3 separate regions of the Callithrix jacchus genome follow, and all the other regions are linked to region 3. The links are chromatin contacts, called in public Hi-C maps. All regions are on one chromosome and are shown on one strand. The core of a region is the stretch at or near the end of the contact, and the rest is flanking DNA. Distances in the headings are between cores, read along the strand shown.

The links. A called contact is a pair of places that touch in the nucleus more often than the background predicts.
Region 1: a Hi-C map of induced pluripotent stem cells shows a contact between it and region 3, with 9 times the contacts expected there. The contact joins two enhancer-like sites. A contact is called at or near these places in 3 of 3 Hi-C or Micro-C datasets (induced pluripotent stem cells and skeletal muscle).
Region 2: a contact with region 3 is called in a Hi-C map of skeletal muscle, with 5 times the contacts expected there. The contact joins two enhancer-like sites. A contact is called at or near these places in 2 of 3 Hi-C or Micro-C datasets (both in skeletal muscle).

The regions. Positions count from the first base shown.
Region 1 is chr9:127,214,727-127,219,327 of calJac240_pri, forward strand. The region is part of intron 3 of ZNF664 (zinc finger protein 664); the gene reads left to right. Among named protein-coding and RNA genes, the nearest start is that of CCDC92, 65 kb to the left of the region's middle. Within about 2 kb of position 1,520, at least 2 of the 16 cell types and tissues checked have an H3K27ac peak or open chromatin away from gene starts, as enhancers often do.
Region 2 is chr9:127,232,753-127,237,031 of calJac240_pri, forward strand. All of the region lies in intron 3 of ZNF664 (zinc finger protein 664), which reads left to right. Among named protein-coding and RNA genes, the nearest start is that of CCDC92, 83 kb to the left of the region's middle. Within about 2 kb of position 2,364, at least 3 of the 16 cell types and tissues checked have an H3K27ac peak or open chromatin away from gene starts, as enhancers often do. A contact at or near this core is called in skeletal muscle, where this site is marked.
Region 3 is chr9:127,506,543-127,510,872 of calJac240_pri, forward strand. It overlaps NCOR2 (nuclear receptor corepressor 2), which reads right to left. Exons shown (of 48, transcript XM_078337682.1): 48 at 3,555-4,330. Among named protein-coding and RNA genes, the nearest start is that of RFLNA, 33 kb to the left of the region's middle. Within about 2 kb of position 1,634, at least 4 of the 16 cell types and tissues checked have an H3K27ac peak or open chromatin away from gene starts, as enhancers often do. A contact at or near this core is called in skeletal muscle, where this site is marked.

The DNA of each region.
Region 1 (4,601 bases), core at 270-2,769, 290 kb before region 3:
GGACACGTCATGAAGACGTCCTGGCACACGGGGACCCACACTCTCCCTCCTTCCCGGTTACCCAGCCTTTTTCTTAAGCCTTTCGTCACTCTGACTGGTTATTTTACCTTCTATGTTCTCATCTCACTCATTCTCTTGGAATGTCTCTTCTGACCTCATGCTCATTATTAGACTAGCAAATTGTTAACTGGACATAAACTTTAAAAGGAAAAATGTCAGCAGGCAGATGGACAAGAGAGGCAGAACTTCAAATGTGGCAGTCCAAGCTCCACGGGAGAGCATGTCCTTCTCAGAAACAAGGAAAGCCAATGGTGTAGGTGTACCTGCCACCTCTAAGTTCAACACGTGGGTGTAATCATTACTAACACGTGACATTGTTAGCTTCATTTTCTGCCCTCTGGAGTATTTTGAAGCATATTTCAGATGTTATGACACCTTTAGATACTTTAGGATGTGTCTCTAAGAATACGGACATATTTCTGCTAACCATGGCACCATCATCCTCACACATAAAAGATTAACGCAATTCACTGAGTCATCTCACACCTAGTCAATATTCATATATCCCCAGTATTGAATAACCCCAGTGGATATTCGGATAGCCCCAGTTATTCCCAGTGTCTTTTCCTCCAAGATTTTATCATGAAAAGATTTTCAAACATCAGACGAATTGAAGGGCTGTTACAGTGAGCACCTGTATATACGCCACCTAGTTCCAGAATGGCCATCTGGCCGTGCGCCTTCCTGTATACCTGTCCACCTATGCATCCTTCTAGCATCCATTAATCCATCCTAATTCTTCAGTGCGTTTCAAAGTGAGATGCAGGTATCAGTACCGTTATCCCAAACACTTCAGCATGAGTGTCATTTGCCAGAGTCCAGTATTTGTTAGTTTTTTTTTCCTTTTGAGGTAAAATTGACATACAATTAAGACACAAGTGTCCAGTATAATATTCGATGAGTTGAGACAAATGGTTATCTGTCTAACCCAAACCCCTGTGAAGATACGGAACACTGTCTTCATCCCATAAGGTCCCCATGTCCCTTCCTGTCAAGCCCCCTGCTCCACTCAAACCCCGATCTGACTTTTCTTAGGACTGCATCTTCTGGAAGTTCATGTAACCAGCATCATACCCTGTGTGAGGCTGCTTTCACACGGCATCGTAGTTTTGATATGTACCCATGTTGCGTGTGTGTCTCCATAGCCTCTGATTTGTATTGCTGTGCAACAAGTAGCCTGTTACGTGGTGGGCCCACCATTTACCCATCCACCAGCTGTTGAGGGACGTTTGGGCTGTCTTCTCTTTGGTGATCATGAGTAAAGCTGCTAGGAACATTTTCATGTACAGGATTTTTTGTGGACTCTCGCAGACGTCTCCTGCTGCTGGTTTATTTTAACCATGACGGAATCAAGGTTTCCACGCTGCAGCCGATGGCTGTGCTTCTGACGTCTCCTTTCATTAAGTTGAAGGGACCCAGTCAAACCCCGTGTTGTAGGTGCCACAGCTCCAGTTACAGGCAGGCATGAGAAGGAGCTAAGTTCTCAGAGTAACAGCTACTGAGCTGCTTGTGTAGACCGTAGGCTTGTGATTGAATGGTTTCGTTGTACACCTGCCTGTTATTACGGGGAAGAAAGACTCCAGGCTGGACATCTCAGAACTCGGTAATTGAACTCATCTCTTCCTCTTTCTCACCACCTGGGGAGTCGGCCATTTTTGTTGGTGATGCTGCAGTGTCGGCGCAAAGCCACAAGGGGGCACCTGTGTGCTTTGTATGATTTAAATTTTTCATTTGGCAAAAAAAAGTTCTCCCCAGAAAAATCAGTATTTTAAGATGTTTTCCCTAAGTGTTTCCGATTCTATTGAATTCAATGGTGACGTTTGTTCAATTGTTCAATACATATCTACCGAATACCCACGATGACTAATGCATTGTGCTACACAGTGTGGGTGGTGGAAAATGAAATAGTGCCTGCCCTTGGGACTGTTCAGACCCCGCAGGGAGGAGTGATAACCACAGTACAGCTCGGCGTGTACTCGAAGTCAGAAGAATGGGTGAAACTGTGGAGATGCAGGTGGGTGGGAGCTGGCATCGCGATATTCTAGGAGGCGATGATGTCAAGAGCAAGTGAAGAGACCAGAAGGTTCTGGAACCCGGGATCTGTTTAGAGGCTGGAAGGGATTCGATGGTCCAGAGCTAGGGAATTTGGAACTTATTCGTGATGTGTTTTGTTTTGTTTTTGAGACGGAGTCTTGCTCAGTTGCCAGGCTGGAGTGCAGTGGTGCTATCTCGGCTCACTGCAACCTCCGCCCCCCTCCAGGTTCAAGCAATTCTCCTGCGTCAGCCTCCTGAGTAGCTGGGATTACAGGTGTGTGCAAGCATGCCTGGCTAATTTTTGTACTTTAGTAGAGATGGGGTTTCACCATCTTGGCCAGGCTGGTCTGGAACTCCTGACCTTGTGATCCTCCCACCTCAGCCTCCCAAAGTGCTAGGATTACAAGTGTGAGCTGCTGCGCCTGGACTTACTCATGATGTTCAGTGACACGGGGGAGTTTTCAGTGGGGAAGTGACTGGTGGTGGTGAATTGGAGAGAGAAGAGGCAGGAAGCTGTCCGTGGGGCAGTTTGGAGGTGATGGAGCCCATGCTGGGGTGACCCTGGGAGAATGGCTGAGAGTCATCTCTGAGTGCTGTGGGAATGAATGAGACCAACGGAGAGGAGAGAGAACATTCTGGAAACCTTCTGGAATGACTGATAATCATCTCTGAGTGTTGTAGAAATGAATGAGACCACTTGGGGAGAGGAGAGAGAGAACATTCTGGAATGTTCTGAGACTCATTCCAGAATCATTTCAGATTCTGATTCTGAGAATCATTGCAGATCATTCCAGAATCATTGCATACCTCTTGGGGAGAGGAGAGAAACAGAATATCCTGGAATGTTCTTGGAGCACTCTTATTTTGAAGTTTGGTTTTCAAAGTCAAATAGCTTTGCATTATATGGAAACTTTCACTGGGTGCTTCCAAGTAGGGTCAGTGGCCAGTTGTTTTACCTGTTAAGAAAAAGTTATCTAGAAGCTTGTTAAAATGACTTTATTCAGGACCATTCTGAGGGGTCGAGACCGTCCCAGCAGGGGAGAGGGAGAGGGCTCAACTCCAAATACAGCAAAGACAGCTGTGGATTATAGTCAAGAGGCAGAGTGGGGAATGGATGGAAAATTACTAAGAGGAGGCAGAGCTTGAGGATGAGGCCTTGCAGGGAAGAGGCCTCCGAGGAACCTATCATTTGATCAAGGGCAGAGTCTTTGTCATACCTCAGGGATTAATCAGATCTTTTGTAAGTGCAAATCCGAATACATAAAGTGGGATGTATTTTTAAAGTGGGAAGTATTTCGATTATCTGAATGGGAGCATGATGGGAGTGAAACGGGATAAATTTATTTTATGCAAGATGAACCAGTAAATTACCTTTATACAAGTATTCATATTTTTAAACAAATATGAAATTTTTTAAACAAAAATTTTAGCATTCCTGAAATTATAAATCAATGGGAAAAGTTTGACTTTAAAAATAAATTCAGTGATAGAGAAATGATTTACGTGGTTCTTTGTTTTTAACTTGGCTGGAAGCAATGGTATTAGATTTCTAAACTGAAAATAGATTTGTTTAAAAAATAAAAATATAGCGTGTTTTTGGTCCATTGAAATAAGGTGATAGGACCGTCACGGTCCCCAGTTAATAGGCTGATTGCCATAAGCACGATCCACACTGATTTATATAAGCATCCATTCTACTCACTTTATTACGTTTCAGGTTCAAATGTTTCCCTGGAAATTTTTTCAGGGAAAAAATATTAAATTTACATGTATTTTTAAAATATTTTTCTTTTTTTCCCACTCACCTTAAAAATCTCCTTTTCATCACTAAGCGGTGGTTCAGCCACAGGCTCTGGATTCAAATCCAGCCCCTTCTCATGTTAGCTGTGTGGCTTTAGTTTCCCTCATTAGCAAGAGGGTTTCCTCACAGGATTGGAGGAGTGACCGCAGGGGTGGGCGCAGCTCCTGGCACAGTTGCTATGACTGATGTTTCTGGTTGACACTGTCTCTGACCCACGTCTGCTTATGTAAGATGGAAGCCTGACCAGTTAACTCTGCTTTGTAAATTAAAAGAGAAATCTTCCTTTTTCCAACTTGCCCAGGAAGCTTTGGTGGGTCCCTAAATGTTTTCTTGTTTTTTTTTTTTTTTTTTTTTGAGATGGAGTCTCACTCTGTCACCCAGGCTGGAGTGTAGTGGCGTGATCTCGGCTCACTGCAACCTCTGCCTCCCGGGTTCAAGTGATTCTCTTGCCTTAGCCTCCTGAGTAGCTGGGACTACAGGCATATACTACCATGCCCAGCTAATTTTTTGTATTTTTAGTAGAGACAGGGTTTCACTGTGTTAGCCAGGATGGTCTCAATCTCCTGACCTCATGATCTGCCTGCCTTGGCCTCCTCAAGTGCTGGGATTACAGGCGTGAGCCACCGTACCCGGCCCCTAAACGTTTTCTTGTATCATGTGGTTAAGGGTGACTTGATCCAGGAACTCAAAAGATCCTGCTAATATT
Region 2 (4,279 bases), core at 1,114-3,613, 270 kb before region 3:
CATTTCTTTTGGGGTTGGGCATGTTAGCTCATGCCTGTAATCCTAGCACTTTGGGAAGGGAAGGTGGTGAGTCACATGAGCCAAGACTTCAAGACCAGCTTGGGCAACATGGTGAAACCCCATCTCTACAAAAAACACAAAAATTACCTGGGCATAGTGGGGTGTACCTATAGTCTTAGCTACTCGGGAGGCTGAGGTGGGAGGATTGCTTGAGCCCAGGAGGTCAGGCTGCACTGTATTCCATCCTGGGCAACAGAGCCAGACCCGGTTGTCTAAAAAAGAAAACAAACATCTTTTTGTCCTGTGGCTCGAAAGTGAACCTTAAGAGGCGAGACTTTCCTGTGATTATCCTTTTATTTTTTTGAGACAGAGTCTCACTCTATTGCCCAGGCTGGAGTGCAGTGGGGCAGTCCTAGCTTATTGTAACCTCTCCCTCCAGATTCAAGTGATTTTCCTGCCTCAGCCTCCCAAGTGGCTGGGATTACAGGATGTGCCATCATGCCTGGCTAACTTTTGTAGTTTTAGTAGAGACAGGGTTTCGGCATGTTGGTCAGGCTGGTCACAAACTCCTGGCCTGAAGTGATCCGCCCACCTTGGCTCCCCAAAGTGTTGGGATGACAGGCGTGAGCCACCACACCTGGCCCTGTGATTATTCTTATTCTGTACTTACGCTTTGTGCCTCAGTTTCCACGGTTAAAACATGCTATTTTATTCCTCACAGGATAGGAACAATTTGTGTTAATAAACTTGGCCTTCACCTTCAACCTCTGGAGGATTTAATGCGCCCAAATGATGTTGGGTCTGTGTGAATTCAGTCCTATTTATTTGGCTCTTTCCTTTAAGGAATCAGGATAATGCAAGAAAATTCAACAATGAGATCTTTCGGATTTCAAATAACCGTAAGAGGAAGTGGTGTTTATCTAACGATTTAGGTATAATGCATGTTTGTTTTTTCCCATAGGCCATTGTGTGTGTGTGTGTGTGTGTGTGTGTTGTGGGGGGGGGGTTATTCTTAACTTAAAGAAGTGAACACTTATTTTTCCCCATTAATTCTTTCCTCTGGGGCTTTCGTAGGCATTGTGACCTGTGGGGCTGGAGTTGGGGTCTGTGTCTGAATATGTGCTAGCAAATGGAAGGAAGGCTGTCTCCCATCTCTTGTGAAATAGCTTCACCCAGTTACTCTTTGATCCAGATGGTTGAGTTAGATGAAAACATTAGTATTTCACCTCCTAGTAAAGTGACTGTTTAGAAAAAAATACTTAGGACCGAAAAAACTCTTGCTAACTCTGTTTGCTTCCAAGCAACGATAGGTTTTGAGGGAGGGGAAGGTGGCTTCACTGGGGCCGTGAGAGACGTGAGGACGAAGGGTGTCCAGGACGCTCACACTGAGTCATCAGGCATCTAATTTTCTGGTGATGAAGAAACGAAGCTAATCCTTTGATATGATTTTCCCCTCCCAGGAGGCATTCATGTCTCCAGGAGCCACTGGGACTTCCATAACAGCCTGGAGGAAGCCACTGTGTCTCCTGAGTCCCCAGCACCCCAGATGAACATGTCAAAGGATGACCCCCAGCCCAGCACTATGGCTGCAGGGCCGTGGATTCTGTTTTAAGTGAAAAAGAATATCCGCCTTCCCATGTCGTTAGTTGGGGAGAAGATGAAAAGGAAGGGGCATGTGGAAATGTGTGCTGAGATGCCTTCAGTCCTAGAAATATTAGCAAGCTCCAAAGTCTCCTCCCAGGTCTCTGGTTAAGAGCCTTTTCACAGGTTGGATCCTGCAGTTTAGTTGAAAATCCCCGATGGAAGCGCTGAACCATGAAAGAAGAGAGGAATTACCAGGACGCGCGCTCCATAGAATGGAAAAGCCCTTCAAGCTGCTGATGAGTCTTTTTTCAGCTCTAAAAGTCAAGGAAGGTCTCGGCCAGGCGGGGTGGCTCACGCCTATAATCCCAGCACTTTGGGAGAGGCCGAGGCAGGCTTGAGCTCAGGAGTTCAAGACCAGCCTGAAAACCGGAAACATGGCAAAGCCCATCTCTACAAAAAATACAGAATCATCCAGGCGTGGTGATGTGTGCTTCTGGCCCCAGCTACACAGGAGCTGAGGTGGGAGGTTGGCTTGGGCTTGGGAGGTTGAGGCTGCAGTGAGCCGAGATTGCACCACTGCCTCCAGCCTGGGCAACACAGTGAGACCCTGTCCTTAAAAAAGTCAAGGTCTTCACAACTCTAGGAGGCAGAGTGGAATCGAGTCTTTGGCTTCAAGGAGAGAGTGGAGGGAGGCAGCTTAACAGGAAGAAAGTAAAGTGAGCAGAAAAAGCCTCTCAGAAAAATAAAGGCAGATGCCAGGAAGGAGAGAGGGAAACCCCCCTGCCTACCGCACTCAACAGGGAAGTGGGGTGGAAAACGTTCCCTATGATATGCCAATTGAGAGTCAGCTGGATCTTTTCCACATTTCTTTCTCCTCCTTTTCCCTTTGTGCATATTTCCTGTGCAGACAGCTTCAGGACGCAGTTCCGGGGAAGCTGATTTCTTCCAGACCCCCCTCTGCCTGCTAGAACAGGGCGTGATTGCTACAGGGTGAACCAGCAAGGGGGCAGCCGAGCACCACACATTAGAAACCAAGGTCCTTCACCCTCCAAGCCCGCTGGGCAGCAGCTCCACCCACTTCCTTTGAAGCGGCCCTCTCTGTTTTTTCTAGGATCCAGAATTTTCCTGTAATACATTGGGTCTATTTTTAAACCCACTTTCCATTAGCTGGGAGTAAAGAATGGAAAAATATAATGAATTGTAGGAAGAAGTGGAACATAGGCATGAATGTCAATGGTGGAATTTTATAGGCACATAGCAATCTCCTGTTGAAAAGCCACCATGATTATTTTTAGAATGAGAGTTGGTGTCAGGGTGGCCCGAGAGAAGGAATGGGAAAAGAAGGTTTCAGCTTTCACTCTACAGTTCAAAGCAGCATCTTTAGACCCAGATCTAGCTTTGGGGAGGCATGATGACGTTTCCATTACACCCAGCACCACTGTGGTGCCAGGGACCTAGCACGGGGCTCTTGGTAGTCCATTAAATGGATTCTGAGACTGCGATAGGCACCCAAGGATCCTGCCAGACAGCACTCTCAGGAGGAAGGTCTGCAAGGAGCAGCTGAGCCATTTGGATTTGAACTCTGGGAGGCAGAAGTCCCCGCACCCATCATGCATGGACTGATAGGACGTTTTCGTGGTGTGCACCAGTGTGTTTCCACACTTGACAGCGGTTGATTTGAATGAACCTTCATGCTGCACGTTCCCAGCCAGTTGTCTCTACTTTGGAACAAAAATTGCAGAGGTGGAAAAAAAAAAAAAAGTTTGCCATCCTCAGTTCAGCATGTAAGCACATGAGCTGCCCACCATTCAGAGTGTGGCGGATGCTATGGGAGATGCTAAGGTGACTTAGACAGGGCCTCTGTCCTCAAGAGGTTTCCATTTGATTAGGAGGGGCAGACAGACTCACAGATGGCCATAACAGAAAGTTAAGCACATTACAGTCACCAGGAAAGTGCAGAGCATGTGTGAAGAGGGAGGAGCCTTCCATCAGGGTCGGGGTGTCTCCCATTCTGTGGAGTTGGTGGCACTGGAGACAGACCTTGAAAGATGACGCTGCAGGAACTGGCCGGATGCCCACCATCTTCTCTTCCTGGTATTAGATACAATGAGTTCTAAATTTCTCTTCAAAGAATCAGTATGTCAGCATGTTCAGCTCTCTTATTCTTTCTCTATTTTAAAGTTTAATTTCCTTGTAATTCCAGTAACAACCTTCTCCACCAGTTCTAATCAGTAGTTCACATCTGTTCCCCTGGCCCTTGGCTCCATCCTGACTCATCCTGGTCACCTTCTTTGACCTAGATAACCCCTGGCCACCTGCTCTGACCCGCCTGTAACTGTCCTTCTTGCCAAACACCCCCCCTGCCATTCTAGCTTGTACCCCTGTTATCTTTAAAATAGCCAATCGTGATTAATCTAGCTTGTGTGGTCTAACCTTAGCCAATAGGGGAATGACACAGCAGTGGGGAATGACACAGCAGTAGGGACTACCCCCCATCAGGCATAAGTACCCCTTCCCCCCATGTCCAAGCATGCAGCCACCATTGCTCCATCTGTGCGCTGCACCCTTCTATAGAAATAAACTGTGTTGCTGAGAGGATTTATCTTCAAGTGCTATTTCTTTCTTTCTTTTTTTTTTTTTAAGATGGGGTTTCACCATATTGGTCAGGCTGGTCTCGAACTCCTGACCTCAGGTG
Region 3 (4,330 bases), core at 384-2,883:
AGGGAGATGGGGGTCAGGGGAACAGCGTGAGTCTCCATTTTAGATGGAGCAGTGAAAAAGCCACACAAGACGGGTGGGATGATGGCTTTGGGAATGGGAGGGATGAGGGCTTTGGGCGTAGGTGGGAAGACGGCTTTGGGCATAGGTGGGAAGACGGCTTTGGGCGTAGGTGGGAAGACGGCTTTGGGGGTAGGTGGGAAGACGGCTTTGGGGGTAGGAGGGATGAGGGCTTTGGGGGCAGGAGGGATGAGGGCTTTGGGGGCAGGAGGGATGAGGGCTTTGGGGGCAGGAGGGATGAGGGCTTTGGGGGCAGGTGGGATGAGGGCTTTGGGGGTAGGAGGGATGAGGGCTTTGGGGGCAGGAGGGATGAGGGCTTTGGGGGCAGGAGGGATGAGGGCTTTGGGGGCAGGTGGGATGAGGGCTTTGGGGGCAGGAGGGATGAGGGCTTTGGGGGTAGGTGGGATGAGGCCTTTGGGGGTAGGTGGGATGAGGGCTTTGGGGGTAGGAGGGATGAGGGCTTTGGGGGTAGGAGGGATGAGGGCTTTGGGGGTAGGAGGGATGAGGGCTTTGGGGGCAGGTGGGATGAGGGCTTTGGGGGCAGGAGGGATAAGGGCTTTGGGGGTAGGAGAGATGAGGGCTTTGGGGGTAGGTGGGATGAGGGCTTTGGGGGTAGGAGGGATGAGGGTTTTGGGGGTAGGAGGGATGAGGGCTTTGGGGGTAGGTGGGATGAGGGCTTTGGGGGTAGGTGGTATGAAGTCTTTGGGGGTAGGTGAATGACAGCTTTGGGGGTAGGTCTTTGAAGGTTGGGGACCGCCTGACTAGCTGGGAGACAGAGCGGACCCTTTAAGGGTACCAGGAGGCTGCAAGCTTTCCATGCACCTGCAGACAACTGCCCGCCTGAGTTGGGTCTGGTCCCTGGTCCTCAGAGAAGACAGGTCGTGTTGCCTAGTGGTACCAGTTCAGACGAACAGAGATGGGGGCTGGTGGTGATGGCTGTGAGGGCTGAGCCCTGTGGTCCACACCCATCTCTCTGGTCTAACTGTGACTGAACAAGGTACTGTGGGATCCTGGGCAGCACTGATACGAGCGGGCAACCCCGGACGGCTGGCGTGACCAATACCCTGACCCAGCCTGGATTCCAGGTGGGGGTCACTCTGTGCCCTGGGTGGAGGGCAGGCCCACCTGGGACAGGGCTCTTTGCCAGCCCCACACTGCCATCTGCCTGCTGGCCTCAGAACTACAGCCCAGCACCAGGCTCAGCCTTGTCTGGAAGCATCAGGGCCTGGCACGCAGATTAAAAACCAAGGCCCAGAGGGCACCCGAAGCTTCCCCAAGTTCACACAGACTGCAGCCACCAAGCTGGAAGCAAGGCCTCAGCTTATTTTTACCCTGGGCACAGTACTCAGGGTAACACAGACAGCCAGTGAGGCTGGGCAGAGCCCCTGGGGATGCAAAGGTCTCTCTCAACCCCCTCCTCCCAGGTCCCCACCTAGGGGAGGCAGGACCCTGGGCAAGCCCGGGCCCTGGAGGCTTGGGGTCCTCTGGGAAGGTCGGGACAGGAGGTGGCAATTTCTGCTTCCAGCGGACCCTGGTTCTCCCCTCCATTGCTCCCTAGTCCTGCGGGGCTGCTGTCTACAGTGCTGGATGTGGGGTTGGTCAGGCACCAGCACAGGGCCAGGGATCCCCGATCTTGGCCATCCTTGCTGGCAAAGCCCCATCAGAGCCCCCAAGGCTGACTCCTATCTGTGTGGGCACCATCCCTTTGTCCCTGCTTACCAGTTGCTGGGCCAGCATGGGCCCTCTTTGGGGATTTGGGACTGCCTATTTCTGGGTGAACTGAGGGCAGCACCCCAGACTGCCTGGGCCTGAAGGCCAAGGGGTGGGGACAGGCGGAATTCCAGGACTCTGGGCCACGCTTAGCATGGTTCAGACGCACCTCTGAAGGAAGAGCAGAAAGAGAATGCCCTGCTTTGCAGATTATCTTGTGCCCATGAGCGACAGAGGGCCCACATCCCACCCCCTGCACTCCCATAGATTTTAGAGCCTGGGAAGCTGGGTCTGCCCTGGGAACCCATCTAGAACGACTCGGCCTTTGCAGGGCAGGCGTTCCCTGGCTGCCAAGTGTTATACGTCTGGTGGGTCTTGGGTGGAGTGGGACACTGGCTGGGGGTCCTCAGCCCACAGTGGCTCCAGGAATGCCATTGGGCAGAGCTGACTTCATGGCTCTGACCTCTGCTCTGGGATGGGGTTGGGCCTGAGGTCACACTCAGGCCAGCATTGTCCCTATTGGCTTGGGGACATAAGGAGGCTAAGAGGTTGTGATAGGGCTGCCCAGATGGAAGCTCTGTGGGGAGGCTTCAGGCCAGCCTGGACAAGCAGGGGAAGCTCCAGGGTGAGGGTGGGTTCCCTCCCTCTACAGAAGCAGGCAGTGGCATCGCAGGGGGCGCCAGTGCCCTCCCCATGCCAGGGCACCTGCAGCCATACCTATGGGCCAGTGGACAAATGAAGTCTCCCTGACATCCTTCCAGTCCACCACCTAGTCTGGCTCTGGGGACTGAGACCACATACAAAACTGGGCACCAGGTGGGGCATCAGGCTTTGGGGGAGTGTGGACCAGCAGCCATGCTGCTGAAGCCAGCAGAGGAAAAGGGCAGTAAAGCGTGGGGGAGGGCCAGGCCACTGGCACCGAGGGACAAGGCCAACACTGACCAGGGTCCATGGCAAAGAACTGTGGCCACTATCAGGCTCTACGCTGCTCCAAAAGGGATGCCACAGGCACAGGACAGGGCATACCCATTACGTGGTACACCCGAACCCAAGAGGCAGGTGGGCAGTGGTCTCCGCCCAAACTGGCAGGGGTTGCTCTCTCTCCTGCCTGTACTGAAAACACACCGGGACATCTCCTATCATGATCTCTGTGGGCAGGGATGACATTAAAAAGGCTCCAAGTAGGAACTGATGGCCATCCCGGACTCCACGGGTGTGAATACTAGACACCTTCACTATGAGTGTGAATACCTGACATGTGTAAACACCTGCACCCTCTCACCATAAGTGTGAACACGACACCCTCACCATGGATGTGAATAACTGACACCCTCACCATGGTGTAAACACCTGACACTATGAGTGTGAACATGACACGCTCACCATGGTGAATATCTGACACCCGCCATGGTGTGAACATCTGACACTCTCATGGGTGTGACTACTTGACACCCTTGCCATGGCGTGAATACCTGACACCTTCTCACCATGTGTGAACATGACACCCTCACCATGGTGCGAATACCTGACACATGGGTGTGAACATCTCAGACCCTCTCACCATGGGTGTGAATACTTGACACCTTCACCATGATGTGACTATTTGATGTTCTGATGGTGATGTCCTTATGAGGGGTATAAATACTCAGTTATGAAAGGGTCCAGTCCCTGGTGACTCAGGGGGATGTGGCCTTGGCCCTCCAGGGTTGTATTCCCGCTGTCCCCTAAACCCTAGCTGTCTGGCCTACTGGCTGCCCAGTATGAGGTAGAGAAGAAACCTTTGTAACTCGAGTATAATTCGCTTTTTAATTAGAACGACGTGTGTAAATGACAGAATACCACCACCCTGCGCAGATGGCGGCCACAGAATACGCATCGAATTCATTCTGCTCAAGAAAGGGGGGGGAGGGAGGACACAGCAGGACGTGAGCCGGCAGTCCCCGCCCCCTTGGTCCTGCGAGTGATGGGGTCACCGACTGTCGGCCTGCACACGCCTCTTGAACGGTAAGCAGAGATCAAAAGCACAGCAGCAGTAATACTGGGTAAGTCCTTCCTTGCGTAAAACATCTGAATTAATTCATTGAAGGTATCAAAAATATACCCTGTAAACCAATACATCATTTACATCTGCCTTTCCTTCCCACCGCTGCGGCAACGATGTGTGAAAAGAAGTCCAGTCCTTGCAGTCGCCGCTCGCCCCAGGCCGCACCCGGCCCTTCTGTCTGCCCACCTGGCCTGACGTGGTTTCCAGCGATCTCGTTGGCTGGGCCTGTGGGGACCGGAACGAGCACACTGGGGACTGGACAGGGCCTGCGTCCGTCTGTCCAGAGCACTAATCGGGATGGGAGGCGGAGGGAGGGCGCGGGGGCTGCGAGCTCAGCTTAGACTTTGGTTCCAAATGCATTCGGGGGAGGCAGTGGCATGGAGGTGCATGGTCGTCCTGCTTTGGGTCCCTGGCCGCCCCGGCTGCCTGCGTGTGGCTGCCACACGCCTGCCGTGTCCCCTCCCCGGCCCCCTCCCCTCCCTTCTCGAGCACCAGGTAAACATCCCCTGAGTAAGGTCA